Regions from separate parts of the Anas platyrhynchos genome. Here region 1 is linked to region 2. A link is a contact called in public Hi-C data. All regions are on one chromosome and are shown on one strand. The core of a region is the stretch at or near the end of the contact, and the rest is flanking DNA. Distances in the headings are between cores, read along the strand shown. Region 1 overlaps KIF21A (kinesin family member 21A). Region 2 overlaps REDIC1 (regulator of DNA class I crossover intermediates 1).

Region 1 (4,697 bases), core at 1,752-4,251, 140 kb after region 2:
CATTTATAAATTTCCGAATGATTTCCAATGTAAAAACATTCAGAAATACTTTTTTTTAGTATGTTAATTGTGTGATTTCCACTTCCTACCCTCCTAATACTCACGCTTGAGTTTGTAACTGATTTTTAAACTAAAACTACTTGGGAATTGATTCTAACTTGCATGTTACACGATTTGGTGTTTTACAGCTGGCTCTTGGCAATGTAATAAGTGCATTGGGAGATAAAAGTAAGAAGGCAACTCACGTACCATACAGAGATTCAAAGCTTACAAGGCTACTTCAGGACTCCCTTGGGGGAAACAGGTACGGGAACATTTTGCATGTTTCATTGTGAATCAAAGTGAATGAGTACATGATCTTCAGAAAGTAAAATAACCCTTAAAGAGAGTTGTTATCTTTATTATTGTTTGTTGGTGGGAGGTTCCAAAATAAATGACTGTTATGATAGGAAATGCTGGCAACACAAGGGAAAGATATTAAAGAGGCTTTTTGCATCATTCTTTTCAGCGTTGTTGTGGCTTTACTAGACATGGAGCTTTGAGTTACCTGGAAATGGTAACTTCTAAGTAAAGGACAAGTCCTTCCTCTTTAGATTATAGGTACCATAAATGTTAAATCTGTTATTGGGTCATAACCATATTAATTACAGCATAGTTTAAAGCCATGATGACTTCTGCTTCTAGCAGATGTTTTTGTTGCTTATTTTAACCTGAATTGCTAAACAATATTAGCTTTTGATTTGTTGCCAGTATAGAAACATAGAGGAGGTGACTTTGTCTATCTTTCAATACAGCTGTAAAAACAAACAAACAAATAAAAACCACCAGAATTCTCCCTGGAAAACTTCATCAGACTATTGCTATTTTAACTTCTCAAATTTTGTGTTCTCTCCCTGATTTTTTTTCATTAATTTCCCTTCAGTCTCTTTTCTCATTCTTTTTCTGTCCCCAAGAGGTAGCGTTGTGGATATCTGCGTGCAGTTATCCCATTATTTACTTATCATCCAATTGTATTTCTTCATTCAAGCCCTTTGCCATACTTTGTGCTGGTTACCATGGAGGTGGCTGCATTGCGTGCAAAGGGCTAAGGCTTGGGGATTAACAATACTGTGCCCTTACTATTTGTATTTATAATTGCATTTCATATGGTGAAGTCTTCATAGATGCTGGCTGCTGCTGAAGCTATGCCTTCTAAGAGCCGGATGAAGGCCTAAAAACAGGGAATTATTTCTGCAGAGACATTCAAGCTGACTTTGATGTCAGCCTTACCTCTCAGGAAAGTTCTATTGTTGGCTGATGTCTCTCCCTGGATCTCCACTGGCTTGCGTCAGCATGTGTTGCCATCTATTAGCTAGGGAGCCCATTTGCAACCACATTTGCAAATTAGATTGTCTAGCTCAGACTGCTGCCCTTGTGAGCACAGGCTCGCTGTCTGCTCTGATCACCATGAGCAGGAGCTTCATGCGGCCAGTTCTCCTTGCACAAAGTGCCCTTTGTTGCTGAGCAAGGCAGCTTAGCACATATACTGCTGTCTTTTCATAAAGGTTGTCTATCTCAGGATATTGCGGATATGTCCAGATATCTGGCGCTGATCATCTCTAAGTCAAACAACTGTGTCACCAGAACTGTTTGTAAGAGCCTCCTCAGTATATGTATTGCATAGAGACCAGGAAGAGAGGCTTGGGCTCTGGAAGCTCTAAGCAAACATGCACCATGAACATGTAGAAACACAAAAGGGACCATAGTTAAGTATGTTTTAGCAAGGTAGTACGTTTATTCCTCTGTTTAATCTGCTGTCCTAGGGGGCAGGAAGTATTCTGGGCATTTCACAAAAGAATAGGGAGAAGTGGAGGAGATCTCTTAAATCACTTCTCTGTTCTTCAGAGATATAACTTCAGTAACAGCCTGCACTATTGCAGCAGAGACACATAAAAAATGGGTAAAATAAAGGCTAGGATTTTCAAAAGTGTTTAACAGAGGAAGAAACCCAATAATAGGGAAAAATCAGGAGAAACTGAGCGCATGACTTCCAAGCTGTTTCTGGAAATAACTTTACAAATAGCATTTCTTGACTAATTTTATATCAAATACACCAGCCAATAGTCACTTTTCAAGCCGCTTCTAAAATTGCATTTTTACTGAAATATTATTTTAATTTGACTGAAAACACTTTTTGTTTGGTAGCTCAACTGCTCCCTCTTCTGTACTTCAAGAGAAATCACAGTTTACAGTAAAATGTGCAGATAGCAAATGCAGTTCCAGAGCATTTACAAGGACAGGAAGATATATTATTTCTGTTCCTGCCTGATGTTAATTTTTTTTTCTTCCATCCCTCATTTTTATTTATGTAATATACATGATAAGGCAGGAAAAATTAGTAGTTTGTTGTTAAGGAAGAGTTGCATATTATAACACAACTTAAAATTTCATATCCGTGCTTTAGCAAACGAACTGTGGGAAAGCTAAATTTTAATCAACATGCATTTTTTTTCCTCTGGGAAATCAGATGATTAGATTCCTGCTAGTCTTTTCCATAGCTTTCCAAATTCCACCCCAGGTACTACAGTCCACATTATCCTTTCTCTTTTGCGAATACTTAAAAAGATTTGCTATAGTGATTCAGGTTAAAAGATAGAATATATATTCAGGTTAGAATACATATATAATTCTGTAACAGTTCTGAAGCAACATTTAAGCATTAATGTTTCTTGAATTATTCAAGTTAAAATATGGAGCATGCCCTAGATTTCAGGGAGGCATTTTAAAAACTGGAAAAATAAAAGGAGTAGAATGGCATTTAAAAATGAGTCCACTACAAAATGCAGATAGGAAAGTGGAGTTTGAGTTGCTCAGTTTTTAAGAAAGCTAGCAGAACCAGTTGTCTGAGGCTTAGAAAAGGAATCAAATTCTGAACTGAAAGTACAAGTAGTTCTGATCTCAGAATTATTATTATTTCCTTAATCTAGCATGTTCTTATCTTTATGACTAAACTCCACAAGTCTGGGGAGGTGATGCAATGGTGCACAGGAGGTCTGAGAGAGAATTGCAGAAGCCTAGTCCTTTATATACTGAACCTTTCCCATGTCCTCAGGCTAGTTACTCTTTTTAGTTTAGTTTCCCAGTGTGTAAGGCAAATTTAATCGCTTGCCTCACAAAGGGTTTCAAGGAGTAATTTGTTTTTCTTGATCTGAAATTACAGAAGGTGAAGATCAGATCCAGTCTGCCTAATGCAGATACTGCTCCGTTGCCCTGAAGACATTGCACTCCTAACACAACCACCTAAGCTTCCACGTACAACAAAGAGAAGCACGTTCCTCTAAAGCCTGCTGGGGATGAGCCAGTCACCTCCTATATATGTGTTTTCCCCTGTCTGTTGAGAATTTAGGACATATTGGTGCCATTAAGCTAGGATCTACAGCTGAAGTTCTGGCTCTGACCCCTAGGCGAATAACTAAAACATTATGCTGGAGTGAAAGGCATTTTTTTTCTTTCCTTTTTTTCCACCTTTTCTTTCCCAGTCTTTTTCTTGGAGCAGGTAGCATGTTCTCACCTTGTATATCCCAAGATGGGATGGCTAGAGGGTGTAGAGGAGCCCAGAAAGTGGTTGTTTGTCTTGGGCATGGAGCTCAACTATTGCTCCTTTTTACAGAAGTGCTCCAAGCTTAAGTGGTGTTGCAAAACTTGGAATTAATACATTTCTTGTCAGGTCTACTGAGGATAAGTACTATCTTTTGGGCTTCTTTTGGTATAGCAGATACTTGGAGCTGAAGAATTTAGGCAGTTTGAATCTCAGTAGAAAAGTATAGGTGGAAGACAGATATTTTATGACGTTCTGGGCACATACAGGCAGCTGAAGATGAGTGTTTGGGCAGCTTCCAGATTAAGTGGGAAGGCACCTCATGAATTAATGAGTCCTGGCAACTAACACGATCCAATCACTATTTGAGGCCTCAGGTTGCCTTTAAGTACTTTAATCTCAGTTTACATGGGGTTAGGAAAACCGAGTATAATTTGAAAAAGATTTCTAGGAACATCAGTTAATTGCTTTTATAATTTTATATGTAGAACAATTAATGATCTCTCTCTTATACTATGCTAGGGTGATACGAGGTATTACAGTGCTGGAACTTTGTGGTTGCCAGTCTCCTGCTACAGTGAGCTAGGTCTAGAAAATTCTCACAAGTGTCATGAAATCATTATTCCTTTTTTCACCTTCCATATGAAGACCTGTTAGCCTCTGTACTCTTTTTGTTCTTGATTTGTAAAGCTAATCTATGTTTGTAACTTGCAGTCAAACTCTCATGATAGCGTGTGTGAGCCCGTCAGATCGAGACTTCATGGAAACCTTGAACACGTTGAAGTATGCGAATCGAGCACGAAACATCAAGAACAAGGTGATGGTTAATCAGGACAGGGCTAGTCAACAAATAAATGCTTTGCGCAGTGAGATTACACGGCTACAGATGGAGCTCATGGAATACAAAACAGTAAGTGTATCCTTTTAGGATTTTTTCTGCTCTTCTTGTGGTTATAGTTCTACAGCTTGTTTTCTGTTGGCTGGTTCCATTTCACACACTAAAAATATTGAGTAATAACACTAACTTATAAAGCACTTCGAGTCATTACCAGATGCTCTCATTCTTAGTGATGAGAAATAGTCACTTTCAAAGTGAAAACGATCACAGTTTAAATTGGCA
Region 2 (4,434 bases), core at 537-3,036:
AATTGCGGTAGCTTCACTCACTGCAAGACTCAGCCAGGTGATGTACAGGGTGTAGCTGGGACAATGCTTGCCTTGGAAATGTCCTAATTCCAGCCATCAGGCTCGTGTGGCACAGTTTGAGCAAGTTTCATAACGCTGAGTGAACAACTGCGCCTCACAAAATACTGGTAACTGCTGAGCTTTCAGCAAATCACGAGCATTATTCAGATAAATTATACCCCCTGTGAAGAAGATGATCATTGCAGTTTCAGCTAAAGAAATGACTAGGGAGCTTGCTTTGACAATAAATTGAGGCAACCTAAAAAAGAAAATCCGCTTATGTCAAGCCTTAGGAAGTGGGCGGTGAATTGGCTAAATGATAGTTCCACATTTCAGAAGTCCGGCTGTGAAGCCACTTCCTGTGTATGCAATTTTTATGTACAAAAGACAATGCTATTTTCTTCAAAGTGAAGAAAAGTCCACTGACATTTCCGAGAGATGCTATTTTTAACATGGTGTAGCTATAAACCTGCAAACTGTTCAGCAGTGTAGACTGCCTTTTGGTTTCAAATATAAAACCCGGCAGAAAACACAGCCGTTAGTTTGATGATGAGAACTGAGACAAAGAATGGTGAAGGATCTCTTCGGTGCTGGATGATACACATCCCGACATCCACAAGACCTTTCATTACAAAAAGTAGAAATAAAAGAAACTGACCTGCAGTGTGTAAGGACTAGCCTGAAACATAGCTTACATGCATTTATGGAAGGATGTATGGAAATATAAGCAGAAGGTGTCCACAACACAGTGAGTCATCTTTACTAGGAACTATTTTAAATGGAAAGAATATAGCCTAGAAACAATATTATCAGGAAACTTTATTTGTTATTTGTAGCTTCAAACGAATACTGTAATAAGGAAAAAGAATCATTTCATATTTTCAACCTGCTGGCAAAACGCAGAAACACATAAAAGATTTGTCAGTATTAACAGTCAGTATTAACAGTATTAACAGAGACTAATCAATAGACTGCTGTGGAAGGAAGTTTAAGCATTTGGGTTTGTTGTTGTTGTTTGTTTTGTTAAAAAATAATAAATTAGTTCCTTTAAAAGTACCTTTTATTTTATGTGTGCAGATCTGCATTTTCTGTGTCACTTTTATGTTTTCATTTTCATATTTAGTACAAACATAGGGCAAAGGCTAGTTTGCCTGTTAAAATGGGTAAAAATCAGACAGTAGTTCTGAACTAAGAGTCACATCAAATGTGTCTTGAAGTGAAATTGAATCTCTCCACTACCTTCCTGAGAAGCAAAATCATCCTCAAAACACACAATCCTACAGGTATATGGTGGGGAAGCAAATCTAGTTCCTAAGGTTTATGTTCAATAAGCTGTTGTAAAATCGTTGTTAACAGTCAGAGGTTTACAGAAATCCATAGTTGGAGAAGGTAGATAGAGATCCAAAGTAAGTAATAATGTATAAGTAACAACAATAAGTTATAACAACAATATTTTGTCTAGCCAGGCTAGACAAATCAAGATATGACAATTAAATTAAACCTACTTAGAACAAGACAAAACTTCGAAGTATTATTTCAGTATCCCTTACAGGCCATTCTATTTGCTCACTGCTTTTCTCTCTCCTTCATGACATCGATGTAGTTCAGAACCTCTAGAGTTGTTTTGTCTGCCAAACTCAGATACTCGGCTTCAGAAGAAAACGCTGCCTTTCCTGCTGCGCTGCCTGTGCCTGCAGGCTGCATTGCCTCATGCTCTGGCATTTTGTGCCCTCCAGTGGTGCCGGGAGGAGGGAGCCCCTCGGGGCTGCGGGCAGACAGGAGGGAGCTCCCACAGCTGCACACCCGCATGGTGTCACACTGGGTGGCAACATCCACCCTCCCTGCTTCTGGGGCACAGCTTTCAGTCTGTGACCAACCATCACGCCTCGTACTGGCACTGACGTGCTCTTTTTTACGGGTTTGGTGTAAGGAGCTGCCCTCACCTGGGGCAGCCTGGTCTTTATTTGCCTCCTCTGTGGCATGTGAAGTAGTGTGTTTCTGCTGAAGATAGTTGTCTTCCACCCTGGTCAAACTCCTGCAGTGCTGGAGAGGCTCAGGTCCACTGTGAGGGGCCTTGGGGCTTGCTGAGCCGGAGGTGTTGGCATTGCCTGTCTGGTAACACCGTTTGTCCACATACTTCTTCTTGGCTGTGTCTTCCTTTTCAGACTGCATGAACAGAACTGTGTGAGTAACTGTTAAAGCAGTTCCATAACTAAGTCAACAATCATCCCCCAATTACATTATGAAATAAACTGAAAGGCCAGAAGTGTCTGTTGGATTTTTGTGCTCTTCCTGCAGGAGCGTGCTCCTGGCTTATGTTGGAAAGAAGGTGGGTAAGGTGGATCTTTCCTGTCATACATATTTTTTTATTTATATATTATGGCCTTTTTTGTTTAGTACTGGCTGAAAACACACACAGTGTCAAATCCTCCTCCCTTCCTGGCACTTAAAGTAAGGCAGCAACACCCCAAGGAAGAAAGGAGAAGCTTGCTTTGCATCTTTCCACAGTTGTGTTATTGTAATTCCACTAGGCTCTGTATTGTCAAGAGACCAGACCATGGGGCTGTTTAACTGCTTAGGAAAATTTACATCTAATCATTTCTTGTTTTGCTCACATATGAGGTTGCCTTGTACAAAACAAAACCATAAATAAGATTCCAGCTGCAACCACCCTTAGATGTGCACAGACATACAGATGTCATTCAAATGAGCCCCTGTAAACTCATCAGGGAGCAGCGCTCACCATGTCAGGACTAGAGCTGAAACAGCTTTCTGTCTGTCTTGGTGAGTAGCTGGGTGAGGGGCTGCTGAGTGGTGACTCCACATCTGAAATTTGAGCTCAAACACAAAGAAAAGTTACTCACGAAATATTCCCCAAACATCCAACTCCCAAGCACAGAATGCAGAATTAAGCATTTACTCACGAAATATTCCCCAAACATCCAACTCCCAAGCACAGAATGCAGAATTAAGCATAACTACTACTTCTGAAGCAGCTTTAAGATACCGTTTCAGGAAAAACATGCTAGCAAGGTCAGTCTGGGATATGGAGAGAGTCAATTCTCCTTCTCTCGAGACAGCACATCACAGCAGAATGTGTGAGGCGGGTGGCCCAAAGCTAAAGCTAAGCTGCTAATCTGCACTGGCAGCAGCCTTGTGCTACCCAAGAGGAGGGGTTCTTCAGGGCAGGGGAATGGATTGAATACAGCAGAAACCTTGCAGACATTGGCTACCATACAAGTTATGTGGGCTTATGCTCATGTTTTTTGCTCAGAGGACCCTGAGAGGTCTTCTGCTCTGAAATACAGCCAGCACGGCTGACCCATACAGCTACTGAGGGAGCAGAAAGGATGGGGGATCTCTCTGCTGACTCCCCTCACCCCGTGCACATGTTGAACTGCACAGCGTAGTCTGGTGAAAGAGAATAAAGTTTGGTAAAGACTAGACTAGTAAAATGAAACAAGAAAATTTTCATGAGCTTATTAAATAATATAAAAGATTTGTCCAAGATTTTTTTTTTTCCCACCAGTGGAGATCTGCAGGAATAGAAAGGAAGACAATGTTTGGCATTTACTTGGCCCTGTTACAAGATGGTGATGTTTCTGGAGTTGTGATGTTCAGCTCAACACACCTGACCTCTCTCATGAATTTATTTATCTATTTTGAAGCTAACCCTACTTTCAGAGCTGGCTTTTCAGTTTAGGGGACAAATTTGGAGGATATGGGACAATGAAAAATACGTGGCTAATACTCACCAGAAAGAAGGCAATCTGAATTTCTCTCTTGAAAAAGCTAATACTTAGTTACCTGGTAATGGTCTCTATACAGTGCTGCATGAATCAAAAATAGGAACCTACATCAAATGAAACCGCTACAAAGATGAAAACACTTCTCCCTGGCTTTAAAAGTAAGTTTCAGTTTCATATATAGAGAAAATTTTGATTTTTGACTTAATAATATATAAATGGTACTAACCTTTCTTCTTCTTGTGAAGGTTTGAACTCACTCCCAACTTACATTCTTCCTCTTGTGCTGTTGCAAACTTTTGAAAACAGGCATTAATAGCGAGGGCTCAGTTGGTTCAGTACCTCAGGTTAGGTGAGGAACCTTCTGTTTCTCTATTACATAAAGGACTCCCTGCAAATTATGCTAAGGGGTACAAAACCCCTGAGCAACACCATACCCACCTGAGTGACTGCTACAGGCAAAATATCTACAGATTTTATATGTATGATGGCATAGGGCTCCAGTATAATACTGGAGTATCCTGCTTATAACCTCTGTACCCTGCCATGGAATCAGACCTTAGGGTAAAGAGTAACTTCTATAATGCATTTCAGGCATCAGCTTAGGGGTGAATCAAACCATGTAAATTAGGGACCTGAAAGGACTGGC

The links. Hi-C and Micro-C count contacts between places; a contact is called where the count stands out from the background.
Region 1: a contact with region 2 is called in a Hi-C map of F1 follicle, with 4 times the contacts expected there. The contact joins two enhancer-like sites. A contact is called at or near these places in 3 of 8 Hi-C or Micro-C datasets (F1 follicle, liver and subcutaneous adipose tissue).

Annotation. Positions count from the first base shown.
Region 1 is chr1:15,807,735-15,812,431 of IASCAAS_PekinDuck_T2T, forward strand. KIF21A (kinesin family member 21A) reads left to right here. Exons shown (of 37, transcript XM_027458910.2): 7 at 189-304; 8 at 4,292-4,487. Among named protein-coding and RNA genes, the nearest start is that of KIF21A, 41 kb to the left of the region's middle. Within about 2 kb of position 3,002, at least 1 of the 8 cell types and tissues checked has an H3K27ac peak or open chromatin away from gene starts, as enhancers often do. A contact at or near this core is called in F1 follicle, where this site is marked.
Region 2 is chr1:15,672,440-15,676,873 of IASCAAS_PekinDuck_T2T, forward strand. It overlaps REDIC1 (regulator of DNA class I crossover intermediates 1), which reads right to left. Exons shown (of 13, transcript XM_072032736.1): 11 at 4,015-4,081; 12 at 2,783-2,865; 13 at 839-2,205. The coding sequence ends at 1,606. Among named protein-coding and RNA genes, the nearest start is that of REDIC1, 16 kb to the right of the region's middle. Within about 2 kb of position 1,787, at least 3 of the 8 cell types and tissues checked have an H3K27ac peak or open chromatin away from gene starts, as enhancers often do. A contact at or near this core is called in F1 follicle, where this site is marked.